Regions from separate parts of the Mus musculus genome. Here all the other regions are linked to region 2. The links are chromatin contacts, called in public Hi-C maps. All regions are on one chromosome and are shown on one strand. The core of a region is the stretch at or near the end of the contact, and the rest is flanking DNA. Distances in the headings are between cores, read along the strand shown. Region 1 overlaps Ccdc141 (coiled-coil domain containing 141). Region 2 has its middle 18 kb from the start of Gm35317. Region 3 overlaps Sestd1 (SEC14 and spectrin domains 1).

Region 1 (2,752 bases), core at 77-2,576, 250 kb after region 2:
AATATATCCAGTTAAAAAGAAACCTTAGCAATGTTGCCAATATGCCCTTTTGTTGTTTGTTTTAAAGAGTAGTTCAGGCTAGCCTCCAACTCCCAATGATCTGACCTTTCTGGGTCCACCTTCCGAGTGCTGGAACTGCAGGCATGCATTACCACACCTTGTTTCTATAACACTGGAAATTTGTGCATGTTCACCCAGCACTCTACCAACTGAGGTACATCCCTGATCCACGTTAAAACACTTTTCTTTCATTTATTAGGTAGAAATACATGCATATTATGTCTTTGAACATAATTTTCATATGAAGCCAGCCCTAAGGTCAGAACTTGCTTCACATCAGACATTTTGCCTTGGTCTTACATTTTTAAGTAAGGCAAGAGGGAGTCCTGACACGGACCATCAGTGGGTCTCCTTGACTGGCTACCTGCCTTCACTGTTGGAGCGGGTGCTCCTGGGGTGGTGATGTTTGTGATTTGTCAGTCAGAAGTTCTTAGGTCAGAGAGTGGAGTCTTTGTGATAGGATTTCTACCTCGCCTTCTGCCCACTACATGAGAGCACCAGAGGTTAGTCTGCAGCCAAGGACATGGCCTTCATCACAGTAGAACCCCCTTTCTTCCTGATTTCAGCTTTCCAGCCTTCAGAGTCATGAGCAATACGTCGCTGTTGTTTATGTGCACAGGTGGTGTTCAGTGTGTGTGGCTGGTGATGTTATTTGAAGGGCTTTGGACCTTTGACACTGTCACATAGACCTCCAGATGCTGCATTGAAATTGCTTGACCAGTGACATATTAGCAATTTAAAGGTAGACAGGATAAAAAGCAGAGGATGGGGGGGGGGAAGCTCCTGGAGGCTTACATTATTGCTCTGGAATCCTTGGAGAATCTGGGTAGTAAAATTCTAAGACAGAGAGGATGGAGTTACAGTAGACCTCTTAAAGAAGGACTCCTTGGCTAATTGAACTTTTGGGGGATTTTACTGTTTTCACGCAAGAAACAGATACAGCGCAGAGCTGGAGATATTGAACTAAGTACATGTTAATTACTCGTTATTTTTCTCTTTAGCAGCCCAATTTTTAGGTAAGAGGTTTTAAAATCTCCACCACACCTTTAATCTACAGAATGAGTTAGCTGTTTCAGGTCAACTCTTACTGGCCGCTAAGGGAAAGCAGAACAGAGTATGTTTGAATAAAACAATGCTTCTAATAGAAGCTTCATAGCTCCCAGCCTTGCAAACACAGATGTTTCCCCTCCTTTTCTCACTCTCTTGTTCTCTCATTGTCTTGGCTTCTCTACAGTCATTATTTGGTACCTTATCATGGCTGTTTATCATCTGACTTTATTCTCAGGCCCCGTGGGAACTTGTAAAAGTTTGAGCAGCTGGGTTGATGGAGGAGAGGAGGAGGAAGCCAAGAAGGAGAAAGGGGAGGACAAGTCAAGAGCAGATACTTTCCGAATCTCATACAAAATGCCAGTCTGGTCTGGAAAACAAAATGCTCACAACCTGAAAGAGTATATTTCTATGTTCCCTGTGTCATCTCATCATTTGTTCAACTGATAAAGTCGACTGACATTGACCAGTCCTCTAGTTTGTGGTCAGAAGGAACTCAGAAAGGCTTAAAGGTCTTTCTTATGTAAGGAAATAATATCCAAACTAAAAACTAGTAACTCAGTGTGAAGGGTGATGGATCTGGGAACTGGGGTGTGGCTAATGGCAGTGTTTGTAGAATGCATGGTTAATTATGCATCCACATGAATGTTCTATGCTATTAAGGGAAAAGAAGTAATGAAACTGTAAAGTGTAAGTCTCTGTAAGCTAAGAACTAAACTCCTCTTATGACTTTTAAGTGATATTTTTCCTCCTGATTCATATTTTAGATTCTCCTTGCCTATATATATATATATATATATATATATATGCAGGAAACTCATCAATAAATCTCTTGAGGGCTGGTTTTAAAAAATTATATTATCAAAAGTCTTTAAAATAATTTTCTAGGCTAGACTTTCTGTATGTACTAGCAAGAAGGGTAGTGCTTAATTTACATCATCAGTTGTTTATCTCAGAAGTGCTATGTTTTTCCCTTTGAAAATTGCCTGTGACATGTCTGGAGGATGCTGGGCTTCCTTGCTGTGTGGACTTCTGTTTGTAGGTGAGGCCATGCTCCCAAGCACTGAGGACTTGGTTTCTCCGACTTTCAGGCTCTGAGGCTGTCCTTCCAGGGAGGCTGGCAGCAGATGCATAGGTTACGGGTCAGCATTGACTGATGACCCAGCAGCAACAAACTAGCTGGGTGACACCATGCAAATGAGCTCTGTGTGTCCAGTTCCAATATGGCTGATGTCCACAGAGGAAGGGGTGAGGAGAGGAACTCTCCACTCAGGGAATCTGCTGGTCTATAGCAAGCAGTAAGCAAGCCTGCTTTTTGTCTCAGTGGGTGATATAACCTCTGATTGGGAAGGCTGCTAGCTGCAGAGCCTACACTGAGAAAGGTGACATGCTAGAGAGGTCAGGTCCTTTATTCTTGGCATACAAGACAGAGGGGCAAGAGAGCACACAGGCAAGCGTGCCTGTTAGTGCTGTGAGGGACAAAGAAGCCTCTGCCTGAGAGCTCTTTCCCCACAGAGATGTGAATTAGAATCTCAGTAAACAAACTCATTGGCTGAAATTATTCATGTTATGTCAAATGCCACTAAACAGAACATGCTGGGGCGGTGAGCAAATGAGCCACTGGGATGTGTGAATGCCAGCTTAC
Region 2 (3,008 bases), core at 243-2,742:
CTCCCATACACTGGGGCTACAGTACTACTGTCTGAACCAGCACGCCCAACTGATATTTAATACTTCTATGAACCACTATGTGGTTCTCCAGTTAGATTTTGTTCTTTTTTTTTTTTTAAAGGAAAAAAAACTCACAGCTCATGCCTGTTTTATGCTATGTTGTGTCCGCTGGCATGTGATGGATTCCAAGTTCTGCAAACCAGATTTGCACCACCAGCATAAGAAAGAGGAACGCTCTTTGTTCGATAGGGGGATGGCTTGAGGGAGGCTTGCCTTATCAAAGAACAGTGTTGGGAACCAGGGTTCCTTCTCTCAACTCTGTCCTTAGTCACTCTCCCTTCCATCTCTCCCATGTAAGGTGACTACAGCTGACAACCCTCACACGCATTTCGCATGTCTGTGGGAAAGGCCACTGCCCTGAGATTATTTCCCACACCAGTATCTAGGAGTTCTTGTATTTCATTGGCCCACCCTGGCTTCAAGAGTACCCAACCCGAGACAGTCGCTGGAAGCTGGAATTTCGGAATTGACTTTATTAATCATTTAAAGGGAAGCAGAATTGATCCACTCCCGCTTCAAGCCTTTATACCTTCAATCTCAGTTACATGTCTGACTGTATGAGTGGGGCTAAGCTTACTGGAAGTGGAAATTTTAGATGAAGCTGGGAGCTTGGTAATGAATTTGCCCAGAAATAAACCAGGGCTGCCTGATTTCAGAGTCCACGACATTGAATGTTCACTGGCCACCTTGGCTCGTCCTATTTTGGCAGTAATTGGCTTAGATCCCACCCCCCCCCCCAAAAAATCACTTCTCATGTAGAGACTGCATAGGCAGAAAAAAAATCAAAGTGCTTTGCCACCTGCAGCAGGTCCCTCAAGAGATTGCTTAAGCCCTGCATACCCACTGCATTAAGTAGCAGTGAAGTACATAGCAGTTAATCTCCGCTCAGCACTCCCCAATCCTCCAGATACCATCCAAGCAAAAGCCAGTTTACTGCCAAGTCTTTAACACACTCTAACACCAGCTAATCTCCCTGTAACAATTACAGAGTGAGTCTTAAGTTGGGAGCTTTGAAGGGCAGCTGTCTGAACTTCCCCGTCCTGGTGTGTCTTCCTTTGATTTAATTTTACAGCTGCTTTGTAGCTTTGGTCTTCCCATTTGAAATCCCTTTAAAAACAAGTCTAGTTAACGAAAAGAAAGTTGGTTAATAGAACAAGTTTGGAGAAGAGCATTATGTTAGTAATCTATATCAGCGTACATATACATAAACAATGTGAGAGTGTTGGGAAAACAATAGTTCTGAAAAGCATTTCCCTGGGAGAAGAGCAGTTGCAGACTTTTAATTTGATAATCCAGAAGCCAGGACCGAGGGCAATTATTCTAGGAGCCACCAGAGGGCAGTGTGTCAGCAACTATGAAACTGAAACAGCACCTAGTCACTCCTGCTTAGGCCCTTGCTCCCCCAAGAGTGGTCGGCAGAGGGCAGTATCAACACCAGGGTGACGATTCGAGAAGCGAGCTCTGGGGTAGGAATCTGTTTCCCTGGAGGGATACTTTGTAAGTACTGAGTCAGACTGAACTGGGATGAAAGCAGCGTTCTTCTCCATTTGGGAATAGGGCTGACAAGTCTCTACATTTGGAGAAGTGTATTTGGGTATGGATTCTACAGCTACAGTGCTTGGATTTGAATCCAAATGCCTTCTCTGATAGCATCACTTGTGCTATTCGGGATTTCCAACACCCACAAAGTGGTTTTGAGGAACCGGTGTGCAGTAATTGGCTGCATGAACGAGTCATTCGGAGGCAGGGAAGCTGTTTGCTGAGTCACTGTGTCTATGTTTCCGTTGTCCTTTACTTTGGCAGCTTTGGTGACTCACATATACACAGGTGAGATCCTCCCTGCTGTATTTAGTGAGCTTTCTGAGGTCTGTCCCCATCTATTGATGTCTGCTGTGTGTGTGCAAAGGAGAAACAGCTCACTAGTGTGAGCGAGCAGGATTTCATATCCTAACCTTTTTATTGATTTCGGTACACAAAACACACACACACACACACACACACACACACCCCTCCTCATACACATTCCCACACAATCGAAGTGAAAGGGACAAAGCACATCCGTGTTCCTGTCTAAAACATCAATAGGCTGTTTCAGCCAAATGACTTGAACACTTTGAGATATGGCGTCACCACCCTAAAGAATTCTTCAGTATTTTCCCATTAATAGGTACAAGGACCTATTAAATGGAAAGCAAGTAGAATTCTCCAAAGTGTGTAAAGTACAAGGTCCCCTACCTCTGTGTGCTTTGGTTCTCCACCATTCTCCTCAATTGGATTTACAGTTGGCTGGTTTCCCTCTGAGTTCTGGTGCCATGATAGATCTCCACCCCACACTTGAAACCTCACAGGGCAACTGACAGTGTGAAACCAAGGCTTCCATGTCACACAATTGTAGACTGGATCCCCCTTCTTTTCAAACGTGCACTTTTCCTGATTTTTTTTTCATTTCATTTTTTCATTTTCCACCCCTTTAGTCATTTCTTCCTTCTTATTCGATCAGCACATGTTGTGAGTACTTTCTAGAATGGTGGTTTTCGTCCTGTGGGTTGTGATTCTTTGGGATTGAACGATACTTTCACAGAGGTCACCTCAGACCAGCAGAAAACACCAGTATTTACATTACAAGTCATAACAGTAGCAAAATTACAGTTATGAAATAGCTACAAAAATAATGTTATGATTGGGGGTGACCACAACATGAGGAACTGTATGAAAGGTGGCCAGAGTTAGGAAGGCTGGGAACCACCGGTCTAGATGCAAGGGCTGTAGAAAGATAAACCTGGCCATACACTAGAAGAAGGGATTTATAAAATGAGAAAGAGGACACAGATAACAGCCAAACAGAGACTATTTCAAAGTTCTAGAAGAAGAGAGAAGATAATGAGGTTGTGAGTGAGGAAAGCAGAGAGCTTAGAGCCAGTCATTAGCCAAAGACTCTCGGGTAGGCT
Region 3 (2,806 bases), core at 260-2,759, 140 kb after region 2:
TGCAAAGAAGACACTCATGCTCATTGGCTGACTGTCTTAGCGCTGCACACTCATTGACTGACTGTCTTAGTGCTGCAAAGAAGACACTCATGCTCATTGGCTGACTGTCTTAGGGCTGCACACTCATTGGCTGACTGTCTTAGTACTGCAAAAAAGACACTCACACTCATTGGCTACTGTATCTTTGTTCAAGCCCCAAATCTTGTGCTTTTTCAATTCACCATACTTAATCTTATTCCATATAACAGATGTATAAGCTGGATAGATCAGGTGAATGAAAGGCAGTCTGCTCACCTAAGGGAACATACACCATACTCCCCTCTGTTGTAGGAATAAACACTTTAATTGACCTTCAGTGCATATTATAGACTATCCCGGTCTCCATGACTCATCCTAGACAGGCCAATGTATCTTTAGGACAACCTCAGTTATAGAAATCAATAAAATCTGTATCTCTAATCAAGGTATTAATTTTTGAGACACAGCAGTTCTTGTGTTATATTTACATCCTTGGTGAGATATACCTTGTATACCCTGGGGCCCCACAAAAGAGTTTAAACCTTCTGATGAGCACCAAGCGAAGTGAAGCTTGAAGTTCTCAGTGAAAAATTATTTTCTAGAAGGCTAACCCCTTAATGTATTGTTTTGCTTAAAATCATTGCAACTTCTTTTTCAGGAAGTAGACACATTTCTTCAGAATACTAACTAAATTTCTAAGTGCTATAAATAAGGCAGTGAAATCACAGTCTATTTGGGAACATGACATCAATTTTCTCTGAGATTCCTTTCACATTAAAACAGCCATTCTTGGGCTGGTGAGAAGGTGCCTGCTGCCAAGCCTAATGAGCTGAGCTGTGTCAGAGGTACTCATGTGGTGGAAGGAGAGAAACTTCTCCTGAAGGTTGTCCTCTGACCTGCCCCCATGCTGCACATTAGCACATAAGACACACAGTGTAAAATAAGATGTTGACATCTACTCTCCATTAGCCATCGCAATAACTTTTTATTTGTAAAATTCCTTAAAAACTAATTATGTTTCTAACATAACCAATAAAATAGGAAGACAATTCTTATCACCACCATTAATGCAACAGTAACTTGACCTCAACAGTTTTGACAGTCTAGGCATAGAGATCTTTGTTGTGTGGCTTCTCATATGTATTACTGCTGTGTGTTAGTCATGCTAACCCAAACATTTCCAGACATTTGCAAAAAATCATCTCAGGTAGGTATACTTAATTTAATACCAAGTCTGAAATGTCTATTATATTTTTTATATTTATTCAGTGTGAGTTAATTGTGTGCATTGTTCTGAATTCTTGAGTTGTAGCAAAGTCTTGCCATATAGAATTTACAGTTAAGTCAGGAGCGATGGGGAGTAGAGAGCAATGAAGAGGTGTGGTATTGAGGCAAGGCCTCTCTGAGGAGATGGCACTCAGTCCCTGAGCCTTGAAATGTGGTGAAGGAGGAATTCAAGCTCACACTCTGTGCTGGAAGCTGCTGCTGCAGAAACATGATGGAGGTGGGATGTCGGTGTTGCCAGGGAACGGGGGAACAAGGTGCAGGCAGAGGCCCAGTGCTGAGGGCGAGTCTGCACAGGACTGTAATGCCTTTCAATCTGTAAGAAGCACTTTTTGAGCATAGACTAGTGTGGAGTTTGAGGTAATAAAAATGAAAGAGTAGAGACTACGAAAGGAGGGAGGCAGCAGACTGATGAGCTGTTGAGTCATGGGGTGGAGCCTGGGGCCTGGCTGGTGGAGGAGCTAAGCCTTGGAGTCTCTGGTGGGTGTGGCATGGTTGGTTTCAGAAGAATGGTAGTGCAAAATTAGGGCAAACTTCTTAGGAGAAATTTGATTAGGAAAAGTTCAAAAGTTCAAAAGAGAATAGTAAGTGAGATAAAATGAGTATTGAAAACCCCTAGAAGAAAGGTGTGTGTGTGTGTGTGTGTGTGTGTGTGTGTGTGTGTGTGTGTTAGTTATAGACATGCATTTGTGTACAGGTGTGTATATATGTTCAAGTTTGTGTGTGCACATATACATGTATGTGTGATTTAACTTAAAACATTAAGGTATAGAAAACCTAAAATGTGCTTTTAAATATATTTCAGCTGATGTACATGCGGATGAAAGTAATCCAATTGAAAAAGCTTTGGTGGGTGATACAGACAACATAACTGCAGAGGCAAAGCTCTGTGTCTGCAACAGTGGACTGGCTGCAGAGTGCTGGACCCAGCTGCTCATAGGGTGCAGGGCTTTGTGTCTGCAGCAGTGGACTGGCTGCAGAGTGCTGGGCCCATCTGCTCATAGGGTGCAGGGCTGTGTGTCTGCAGCAGTGGACTGGCTGCAGGGCGCTGGGTGTGGCGGCCCACAGGGTGCAGGGCTCCAGAATTGCTCACAGGTTCTCATGAGATGCTTCTGGTTCTTCCAGTGAAGCAAGGAGTAATATCTTAGGAACTGTATGTTCTCTCTCAGCCTGCTTATGGTCAGTAAGTGGGAGGCAAGTGTGTGTGCAGCGTGTGAAACAGAGTGTGAGATCATGAGGGGAAACAAGATAAGATGCATGTAATGCAGCGGTGGAAAGGAGAGTGCGAGCAAGCGCGTGTTTTGGGGGAGCACAGGCACAGTGCCAGAGATGTATGGAAAAAAGAGGAAAGAAGAGTAAAACTAATTTTTCTTTGAAAATGACATTTCAGAATAAGGCTTAATAGGTTTTTTTCTAAATAATAAAACTTTGAAGTCTTTGATATGATCAAGGCACAGAGTAAGATATGTAAACGCATGTATCCTGCCATTCACTACCCAACAGT

Evidence for each region. Hi-C and Micro-C count contacts between places; a contact is called where the count stands out from the background.
Region 1: a contact with region 2 is called in a Hi-C map of uterus, with 3 times the contacts expected there. The contact joins two enhancer-like sites. A contact is called at or near these places in 2 of 39 promoter capture datasets (the 3T3-L1 cell line and hippocampal neurons), 2 of 15 datasets of contacts at CTCF or cohesin (hippocampal excitatory neurons and stem cell-derived epiblast-like cells), 27 of 484 Hi-C or Micro-C datasets (the 3T3-L1 cell line, 3T3-L1-derived adipocytes, the Ba/F3 cell line and 20 more), 4 of 115 datasets of contacts at active chromatin or transcription factors (the NIH/3T3 cell line, embryonic stem cells and fibro-adipogenic progenitors) and 1 of 9 other capture datasets (embryonic stem cells).
Region 3: a contact with region 2 is called in a Hi-C map of pancreatic cancer cells. The contact joins two enhancer-like sites. A contact is called at or near these places in 3 of 15 datasets of contacts at CTCF or cohesin (the NIH/3T3 cell line, embryonic stem cells and stem cell-derived epiblast-like cells), 38 of 484 Hi-C or Micro-C datasets (the HL-1 cell line, the MC3T3-E1 cell line, the P5424 cell line and 14 more), 8 of 115 datasets of contacts at active chromatin or transcription factors (Th17 cells, astrocytes, bone marrow-derived dendritic cells and 2 more) and 3 of 9 other capture datasets (adipose tissue, embryonic stem cells and pancreatic islet).

The regions. Positions count from the first base shown.
Region 1 is chr2:77,085,900-77,088,651 of GRCm38.p6, reverse strand. The region is part of intron 7 of Ccdc141 (coiled-coil domain containing 141); the gene reads left to right. Among named protein-coding and RNA genes, the nearest start is that of Gm39862, 17 kb to the right of the region's middle. Within about 2 kb of position 1,326, at least 4 of the 459 cell types and tissues checked have an H3K27ac peak or open chromatin away from gene starts, as enhancers often do. A contact at or near this core is called in uterus, where this site is marked.
Region 2 is chr2:77,340,580-77,343,587 of GRCm38.p6, reverse strand. No RefSeq gene overlaps it. Among named protein-coding and RNA genes, the nearest start is that of Gm35317, 18 kb to the right of the region's middle. Within about 2 kb of position 1,492, at least 59 of the 459 cell types and tissues checked have an H3K27ac peak or open chromatin away from gene starts, as enhancers often do. A contact at or near this core is called in the HL-1 cell line, muscle stem cells, pancreatic cancer cells and 1 more, where this site is marked.
Region 3 is chr2:77,200,089-77,202,894 of GRCm38.p6, reverse strand. The region is part of intron 10 of Sestd1 (SEC14 and spectrin domains 1); the gene reads left to right. Gm35266 (a long non-coding RNA gene) reads left to right here. Exons shown (of 2, transcript XR_374739.1): 2 at 1-2,806. Among named protein-coding and RNA genes, the nearest start is that of Gm35266, 4.7 kb to the left of the region's middle. Within about 2 kb of position 1,509, at least 55 of the 459 cell types and tissues checked have an H3K27ac peak or open chromatin away from gene starts, as enhancers often do. A contact at or near this core is called in the HL-1 cell line, muscle stem cells, pancreatic cancer cells and 1 more, where this site is marked.